2 separate regions of the Mus musculus genome follow, and region 1 is linked to region 2. Evidence: chromatin contacts called from public Hi-C data. All regions are on one chromosome and are shown on one strand. Each heading gives the region's core, a stretch centred on a gene start, on an enhancer-like site or on the middle of the called end of the contact. The rest is flanking DNA. Distances are from core to core; before and after follow the strand shown.

Region 1 (4,997 bases), core at 487-2,986, 110 kb after region 2:
CGCACAGAGACTTGCCTCAGGGGTTTTGGGCAGCTGTGTTGTAAGTAAATAGGAGGCAAGGTGTGCTAGGAGAGCAATCCTGTGACCTGAGACCCTGAAGCGTGACTCCAGCACAGTCTCTGAGAATGAGGCTGGAATTTTCCATCCTGCGGTGCTCACCAAATGTCTCTAACCCTCTCTGAGCTGATTTTGTTTCCTTGTCCACCGTTCAAGCTCTTGGACCCTCTTCTCCTTTACTCCACAATTGTGTTTCCAAAGCTTGCTCCTGACTGCTGGTGCTGCTGGTCGACTCCTCGGCTACCTTTCAGCTCTTGTCTCTGTTTTTCTCATTTTTACGGAAGCTTCACCCACAGAGAATATAGGTTGAATTTAGAGAGGGGTGTGTGTGTGTGTCTGTCTGTCTGTCTGTCTGTCTGTGAGTACCTATGTGGGGTGGTATGTTAGAAGAAAGGTTGCTTGATACATAACAACAGCAGACATGCTGTTTTCTTTAAAAAAAAAAGAATTCTTTAAAGAAAGTCGAAGTAATGTTCTCTAATAGTCAGCTAAAGCCAAGGTTACCTTTAAAATGTTTGTTTTGTTTTGTTTTGTTTTGTTTTCTTAATCTCCTCTTACTACACAGTAGAACAGCAGTGGCCAGTTAAAAAGCATCCTGAAATTTATATTTTCAGGGTCCTGGTGGGCAGAAGGTGTTGGCATGGAGCCTAGGGCTTTACTCTGATTTTAACAGGTTTCGAGACACCAGAGCCTCCAGAGAAGTACTTTGTGGAGGCAAAGCAGGCCAGGTCCACAGCTAATCAACCTTGGATTCTGCCCTTTGAAAAACTTTGAAAGTGAATCTATTATACATGGCTAGGACTCCCTAGCAGAGATTAGTTGGACTGTGAAATATAAATATTTCATTGGTACTCTTTTGGAACTGTGCTAATGTAGTAGAGAAATTGCCAATTCTTAAACAAATCTTCCAAAACTATAGATATGGAAATAGTCACTTCATTCCACCAGACAGATAGAATTCCAACCTAATCTTCCATGTTTTCCTCATCCACTATAAGACTAAGGAGGGACCTACAGGGGGAACGTCCTAGAGATGTAGTTCACCATCAATTTACTTATGACTTGAACCAAAGCCACTGTGCTCAGCACTGCCTGTGGGCATCAAATTATTCAAGTAATGGGAGCAGCTAAGCCCACAAAGATACCTTAGTCCTGTGCCTGTTACAGCTTCCTGTGGGTATTTCCAGCTTTGGCTAAGTCACTTAAAGTGTTCACTGTATGAATAATATATTTTTGATTTGTCCTGCTGCCAAAAATATAGATATCCATGTTAAGGTAACTTTCTACATGACATACATAATCATAACCAATCATAACCAACACCAGGCTAACATTAAGCATCCTTGAACTCCTTAATAATAGGCAAGGCTCTGGGTAAATGTGCATAGTTTGGGTATCATTGGTGTGCCACGATTTCTCTATCATTGGATTTACCCTTCTGTTCCTCATTCCTTTCTGAATTTAAAGAGTTTCCTCATTCCATTCCAGAGGCTGTTGTCTCCTGCACTTTCCATATGACATCTACTCTGCATTTTTTAACGCTTGTTTGGGGTAAATTGAATTTTTCTAATGCAGCCTCGGGTTAAAGGTCTGCTGAAGTCATACATTTCAGTCTAAATTCCAAGGTTTTTCATAATCCTGCGCACACGTTCTGAAACTTTATCTCCCCCTTAAGCAACCCATGCCCCTCCTCCCTAAGGTTTCCTCATGATCTCATGGCCCAGGCATTTGGCTCCTGAGCTCTGGCCAGACCATTCCAGATAAAGGTGATTTGGAGAGGGGTAAGTGAAGATCTCTGCGAGGAGGGAGAGGCACTTGCACGTCAGCCCTCACTAGACTATCCAAGAGGGGTTTCGGTGTTTCCTTTCCCTTTAATTTCTTCTAGTTAGAGATCAAACAGACTCAACAGAGTGATAGAATCTAGCCACAGACACGTAAGATAAAAATAAGAGTGATACAGTGTACTTTAATTATTTTACAACTTTCCAGCATCTATAGTTCATGGTCAACTCTGCTTTAACTGACATTTCCTGTTATTGCTTTTCTGTAAGGAGTACTGTATTAGATTTCGGGTTTGAAGATAAAATATTCATCTTTTACCTAAACAAACATCATGACATAAAATTACCAGCTTGTTAGCCAAAAAGCTTTCTAAAAGATTGGATAGTATAGTGAAAATAAGCAGGATTTACAGAGGAGATAGCCGTCCAACTTGTATTTCTGTCTCTCTTTAAAAATATGTTCGCTGTAGGTGAGAACAGATGTTAACTGAACAACAAATACAAAAATCTAAATACTAAAATGTAAGTATCCACATAATAGGGTATATAAGTACACAAAACAGGTGGCCATTTTAGATATTGTTCTTATGTGGAATATTTAAATAATAGTTATTACCTGGCATCCAGAATCACCAGATACATTTATAATCATATGATCATACAATGTGAGACAGAATGAAGTGTATTTAAAGATTCTTTTCTCAGTTAACTAAAATAACCATGAAGTCTCAGATTTTTTGGGTTTTTGGTTTGTTTGGGTTTTTTTTTGGGGGGGGGCTGGTTTTGGTTTTTTGGACAGTGACCAGTAAGTAGAACAGAAACTATATGTATTATGTGACTCTTAGGAAGGAGTCAATAGCAAACAACATGTCCAGTTCTAGATTCTCACCTCACCAGTAAAGTTGCCTGAAGGAAGTCATGGAATTTTTCTTGGCCTCTGACTTTTCTGGCATCTCACAGGTACGTAGTCTGAGTCTGTGTCCATGCTGTTCTTAGGAGTGTCCATGAGATAAGAAGTCTGAGCAAATCTTGAATAGAAGACAATAATAAGGCACTCTATAGTCACTCCTCAAATCTTTGTGTCCTACTTAGAAAAATAACATCTAAATTGAAACAGTGAATCAAAACTTCCCCTCCTAGAGATATACAGGAATAGAAAGGCTTTTCTACATCTGTTATTCCTCATGGGAACAGCAAAGGATTACAGATCAATGATAGTTCTTGCCATCTATTAAGACTCTCCATTGTGACACAATCTCTATTCCCATTACAACGGAGGCTTTGTGACCAGGACACCTTTCTTTTCATCTAGTCTGTTTGAAGATCACAAGGCTGGAGGTTGAGCTTAATCCGGGGCCCATTTGGCCAACTATCTAATCAGAGTAGCTGATAGCTCACTAAATCACTTTTCAAGGAAGAGAAAAGAATTGTTGAACTTCTCAGAAACTAATTCTGTTTAGAATAAGAATATGCGACAATCCTTTTTAAACAAAGACTCACACAAAGAAACAGAATTATGACCCAGAGAAACACCCCATAAGCATCCACTAAGAAAAGAAGTCCAGATCATCAGACCTTAAGGTGATCGCTGTTGCAAGAGGCTGTTCCTCTTACTTGAAACCTGTTTGTTTCATTTCTTTGTGCTGATGGATCTTTAACAGTAGAAACATTAAGAGTCTTTTAATTTATGTCAAACACTATATTTAATAGACCGAATGTAGACATCAAGAAGCAAAGTTCAACTCAGAAGAGAGAAATGAGTAAGAAATTGAAAAATAATAATAATAACAATAATAATAATGTCATAACAAAAGCATGGGCTCTCCTGGAAGGGATTCACATAACATTTGAGGAGGCAAACAGATAGGGAGGGAAGAGAAGAGAGGAAGGGAGGGAACAAGAAGGAGTAGGAAAGATAGCACGGTGGTTTCAGAGAAAATACTGTTACTATATTTTTAATATTACTTTATTTACTTGTTTATCCATTTACTTATTATTTTTGATGCAAGAAGAGATGCCTAAAGTTTATGTTATGTAAGCATTTCATATCTCTGCCCAGTCTGATTGGCATCCTGGAATCAAATAGGGCAGCCTTGAAAGCAGATGACCAGATGACAAGTACAGATTCGTCAGGAACAAATGTCCTCTTTAGGTGCTTCCAGTGGAATTTATGATATATGCAAAATTTTTTGTACAGCACAAAAGTTGCTAAAAACATCAAAAAAAAAAAAAGTCACAGCTGTCTGTCTTCCAGAAAATCATGGGGTACTATCATGCCTTAGAAGAATATACTCATAATTTATTTGCACATAACTGTAACTTATTGGTCATATTTCTAAATATAGCACTGATTTATGAGCTGCCTTAGGAAATATTTACATGTTTTACTCTATCCCTTCAGAAAGGAAGTATATTTGCAAAAATCATGATGTTGACATCCCTATATCACAGTATCTAAATGGATTGTTGGGGAATGCCCCAAAAATAGTTTATGAAAAAAAAAATCTTCATTTGTCTTGCTTTATGTTGGAAAACATTTGCTTAGCAAATCCTCCACAGTGGATATATGCTGAAGGGACTTGTTATGGTATTTCATGAGAAATGAGTCCTGGCATTGAGGTCAGCATAACCTGACATCAGCAGAAACCATGAAAAGAGAATGACCAGTGTATTAGCCAGATTTCAGTTTTCATGGTTATATAGTTAGTTGTATGTTCCTACTGCTAAAGAGAAATAAGTTCTAGGCAGTAGAATTTGAGTTATTATAATGTATGCATTCATAGTTATTTTATGTGGAAATACTAAATGCTAACATGTATGGGAAATGTAAAATGAAGAAAAGAGAACAGAGGACAACAACAACAAAAAGATAAATATGAGACGAAACCATCTACTCTAAGGAGCTCTTATTTTTCCAGAGTTAAAAGATATTAGCATCAAAATCCTTTACATTTAATAGCAGTAATGTTAGGGGTTTTGTTATTTTATTTTGTTTTATTTTGTTTCAGTTTCTAAGAAAGCTATTTGACAGGTTCATAATTCACCTAGGTAGAGTTATTAAGCCAATATACAGTCTACCAAACCCATCTGTACCTGAAGGACACAAGTATCCAGAAAATACCTGAAGAGTCAGACTTGGGTATTCTGTCCACCTCTACA
Region 2 (4,723 bases), core at 959-3,458:
TGTCCCTGCTCAATTTTGGAGGCCAATTAGACGCCTGGGTCTCACTCCAAGGAAATAAACTACTTATACAGAATCATAAATAAGGCTCTGAGGCAGTGAAGCAATCAGTGTGTAGAGTACTTCCCTCAAGCGTGAAGACCTGAATTAGATATCCAGAACTTACATAAAAATCTCTCATGGAGGCTGCTGTTCTAGGTAGGTAGAGACAGGAGGCTCCCTGGGGCTTTCTTGCCAGACAGTCTGCTTCCAGGTCCAATGAGAGACCTGTCTCTATAAAATAAGGGGAAAGTGACGAGGGAACACAACCTCATAGATTTCTAATCTCTACATGCTCACATAGGCACATGTACAGGCACAAATTTGTGCATACCTCCAAACATGCACACAAACACATACACACATACCACACACACACACACACACACACACACACACACATACACATACACACACACACACACACACACACACACACACACACACACACACTAAATAGAATCCTAACAAAGTAGGAGGTGCCTCATAGTATTGCAACTGAATATGGCACCTTTGGTTGATATCCCTGGGAGGCCTGCCCTCTTCGGAAGGGAAATGGAGAAGTAGATCTGGAGAAGGGAAAGGAGGGAAGACTGGGTGGAAGGGGGAAATAAATGAGATATATGAGAGAATAGTACTACTAGTAGCAGTAATAGTAATAATAAAAATAATAAAGAACATATTTTTCTTTGCGTTTTATAAACAACATACAGAATACATCATACTCAAAAAATGTAGGCATGGATGGGTATCTCTGAATTTATTTTAAAAGGGCCTATTGATTCTTTCTTAAGCACTCTGGCCAGTCCTTATCAACATAACACAGCATCTCAAGGCTAAGGCTCTTATCTCTACTCCTGGTTAGAGTTTACATTCAAAACCAAACCCAACCAACCAACCAACCAAACAAACAAACAACAACAAACCACTGGGCAACATAAAAGCTGGTACTTTGAATTTATCACTGGGCTTCTCTGAATCAGTGGCAAAGGAAACCAATAAAATGCCTAAGTGGGGTTAATGGGATCTTAGCAGACAAACCCATCATTTGTGTATTCTCCATGCTACAGTGGGTTGGAGAGAGCACTTCATAGTTGGCTGACTCCCCACTTCTGTTCCTGTTAGAATTTTGGTCTTAGAGTAAACTTACACCCATTCCTTAGTGCCCTGGTTCAGGTTGTCTTGGCCTTTTTATTACGGGTCGTGTTTACCAAAGGTTTACAACTTGGCTGTAAACACCAGTTGGCACCAAAACCGGAAAGTTGGCATGAGGAGGTTTGGCATAAACATTGCCCGGAAGCACTTTTTTCTCTCTCTCTAAATCTGAGAAAAACAGGCTAGGGTCATTTTCAAGTTATTTATGTTATTCATGCATAAATAAAAGCGAAGCCTGACAGCATCAAACAGTTGTTGGCTTTTGCAGGCCTCAAAAATAGATTTTATCCAAGAAAAGTAACATTTGGTAAACAAATACTCAGTGACAGGCTGTTAAAAAAAATAAAGGGAGGGGGAAAAGGTGTCATGGGATGGATTAAATAGTAAGAGAAGAGAGAAGGTTTCAAGAACCATTTTTTATGTCAGAGAACAGAGTCAAGAAAGTTATTGTTAAACGGAGAAATTTCTACAGACTCAAAATTATAAATAAGCACAATGTAAGCTTTCAAGTAGATTTTATTAAGATCCAGAGGGCACATCATCCAAGCATACAAAGTAAACAATATAGAATGATCTCAGGGGATAGAAATAAATGATTTTTAAGTATGCATTCTAAAAGCAATGGAATGTTTAAAGCATTTTAAAACTCAAGGAGAGAGGGAGAGGAGTGAGTAATGAATTAACACATGCTGATGTTAAAAGTCTTTTAAAAGAGTTAGTTGTCAGTGTTCAAAGTCTCCTCTTGTCTTCCTTTTATTAAATTGTTTAGAAATGCAATTTGTAAACTATAAACTTCGGCAGCTTGTAGCTGTATGCTAAAGAGAGAAAGTGATGGTGTCAACTGTTCCCTAAAGATCGTCTTTCTGGCAAACTTAAAAGTCAGCCTTGACGTCAAGTGACCCTGGACAAGAGTCTGCATTGAGTTCTGCGAAGTGTGGGCAGAAAGGACTTTCACTCTGGAAACCCTACCAGGGAGGAAGGACTGAAGAAACCGTTTAGGGAAAAAGAAAAGCAAGCCAAGTCAAACAGAAAGTAAAAATAAGTCAGTGGGGAAAGAATGTCAACTGCAGAAGAACGTAGCCTGTCTGCTGCAGCTCGCGTTCTGGAACACGTGTTCTTTCGGCAAGGAAGCGTTTTCCTCAGCTTGTTTTGGTTGCTCTTCGCAAGTGAGGTTGGAGCTATTGTTACGGCTCAAGTCAGGGACAGTTACATCTGGTGGCCAAAGCTGTATACTACCCATTACAGAAGGTAACTTTAGACACACTGGGCAGAGAAACAGAATAGTGCCATTCCATAATAGAATTAACCCTATGAACAGCCCGTAGACATAAGCCAAGACATCCGATCCGTATATTTCAATGCCAATTCAAGATGAAAAACGTTTCCGGGACTCATTTCAAATGTTTGCCTCCCTGGAACTACCTAGGTCAACTTCATCTACAACTACATCTAGAATATGATAAATGTTCCTGATGTGTGCTGCTTCAGATAGAGTCTATAAATCAGTTTACTTACCCTACTATCAAAGCTGTTGCCAGGACAATGTTGTGGCTCTGAGGAGACCAAATCACATGACCTGAAGATAAGTGTTTACATCACAGAGCCACAGAGTGCCATGGCAGACACTGAAAAGCACAAATATACACACAGGATAATCCCTTGGAGACTGTTATTGTCTGTGAAGGAAAAGCCCTAGAGAATGTGGTCTGGACACCAGAGACCAGAGAATAAACATGCTCATCAGATAACATGCTTCTTGGAAAGGGACCTAGGCAGCCTTCAGTATTCTCAGAATTGGCAATTAGTTCTTATTATATTTGAAAGACACATATTTCACCTCAACTGATTAGTCATGTGGCTTCTTCGAGGACCTGAAATGGATTTTTTTGAATTCTCAATTCCTGATATTGAGAATTCCTATGCCTGATATTTACCAGAGCTTCAGCAAGCATCTGTCGAATTAACAGTCAGCATGAGATGCTATGATAAGACATCCGTTGTCACACACTGATGCTTTGTTATTTTAACTGTCTATGCACTAAGACAGGGGTCCTAGATTTGGCTTTGTTTAAAGCTTTTGTTGGTTTATTTGGTGATTTGTTTTTTATTATTTTAAAGGAGTCTTACATGGCCCTTTGAACTTGGTAGTCTAGGATCACTTGAACTTCTTATTCATCCAACTTCTAGAATCAGCACTGTGAAATGCTTGGCTTTCTAGTCCTAGGGTTTGAACTCAGGACTTTATGCGTGCTAGGCAAGTACTCTGCCAACTGAGATATGTTCACTGCCTCTTGGCCTTCATTTTTGGTGGACTTTGAAGAAGTGGTTAGAGGCTAAAAGAAAACTTACACCAATCATAAATAAATAAGTTGTTTTTAAATGCTCTTTTGTTGTATCATTTCCACACAGATCAATATGAACAGGTAAATATGAATGTACACCAATAGATAATAAGTAGAAAACTGACAAATGATAGACCAATTGATCAACATATGTTGATAGATGTGATTATAGATCTATTGATTAATCAATAGATAAGAGTTGACATTAATACATAATAAAATGATTAGTAAATAGATGAGAAACAATAGATGATCAAATAGATAAATAGATGTGTAATAGAAAGAGAGAGAGATGGTAAATAGGTGACACATAGAGAGTAAAGAGACGGCAGATAATGGATGTTTGATAGACAGGTAGATGATAGATAATAGGCAGATAGATAATAGACAGACAGACAGACAATCAGACAGACAAATGCATAAATAGTCCTCAATATGCTCAATGAAGAAATGTTTAGAAAGCATGATCAGACAACACTAATAATTTGACAACTGCTAGGGCAATGTGTTTCCCAGCTAAGCATTTTAAACCCACAAATAATTTTGTCTGTCTCTATGCTGATATGGTAGGGGTATGCATTTGAAAATGAACTCTAGGAATGTAAAATTGAGCAAACGTGATTTAGGGTCTGCAGAACAACAAAGGCTAGAGCATGGCATCTGGAAGTAGCCTACGAGATACAGGCTGTGACTTGTTCGCCAAAGCTATGGGTCTGCAAGCACATGGCTGACTCTGGTACCTATATTTATATTCTCTGTATGTAACTCCAGAGCACAGGAACTACAGAGAATTTGACTGGCCCCAGATCAAAGATACAAAGAGATGATTTAACACTTTTCTTAGTGGTTCTTCAGTGTTACACAGCAAGTCTTGGGAAATGAAAGAGAAAGTTCTCTACATTGTAAATATTGGGACAAACTTGAAAATGAAGTGAAGTTGCATAGAGAAAGAGCTTAGATTTGGGAATCTGAGAAGCCTGGGTTCAGTGTTCTACATGTGCAAGACATCACTTTGAACAAATTATACAATCCATGTAAACCTTCAAAATCTCAGATGTCAAATGGGGTTCTTTGTACCAAGTCCTAGACAATTCACAGAATGCCGTAGCCTAAAAACTTGCCATGAGTCCCCCTATGTTTTACACCTCCTATCCATTCCATCATTAAATGTGGCAGATTCGACTTTCCAA

The links. Hi-C and Micro-C count contacts between places; a contact is called where the count stands out from the background.
Region 1: a contact with region 2 is called in a Hi-C map of uterus, with 2.4 times the contacts expected there. The contact joins two enhancer-like sites. A contact is called at or near these places in 7 of 484 Hi-C or Micro-C datasets (CD8 T cells, conventional dendritic cells, cortical neurons and 4 more) and 3 of 115 datasets of contacts at active chromatin or transcription factors (CD8 T cells, embryonic stem cells and regulatory T cells).

The regions. Positions count from the first base shown.
Region 1 is chr13:5,824,590-5,829,586 of GRCm38.p6, forward strand. No RefSeq gene overlaps it. Among named protein-coding and RNA genes, the nearest start is that of Gm35464, 3.0 kb to the right of the region's middle. Within about 2 kb of position 1,737, at least 81 of the 459 cell types and tissues checked have an H3K27ac peak or open chromatin away from gene starts, as enhancers often do. A contact at or near this core is called in uterus, where this site is marked.
Region 2 is chr13:5,712,148-5,716,870 of GRCm38.p6, forward strand. All of the region lies in intron 1 of Gm35330 (a long non-coding RNA gene), which reads right to left. Among named protein-coding and RNA genes, the nearest start is that of Gm35330, 10 kb to the right of the region's middle. Within about 2 kb of position 2,209, at least 178 of the 459 cell types and tissues checked have an H3K27ac peak or open chromatin away from gene starts, as enhancers often do. A contact at or near this core is called in uterus, where this site is marked.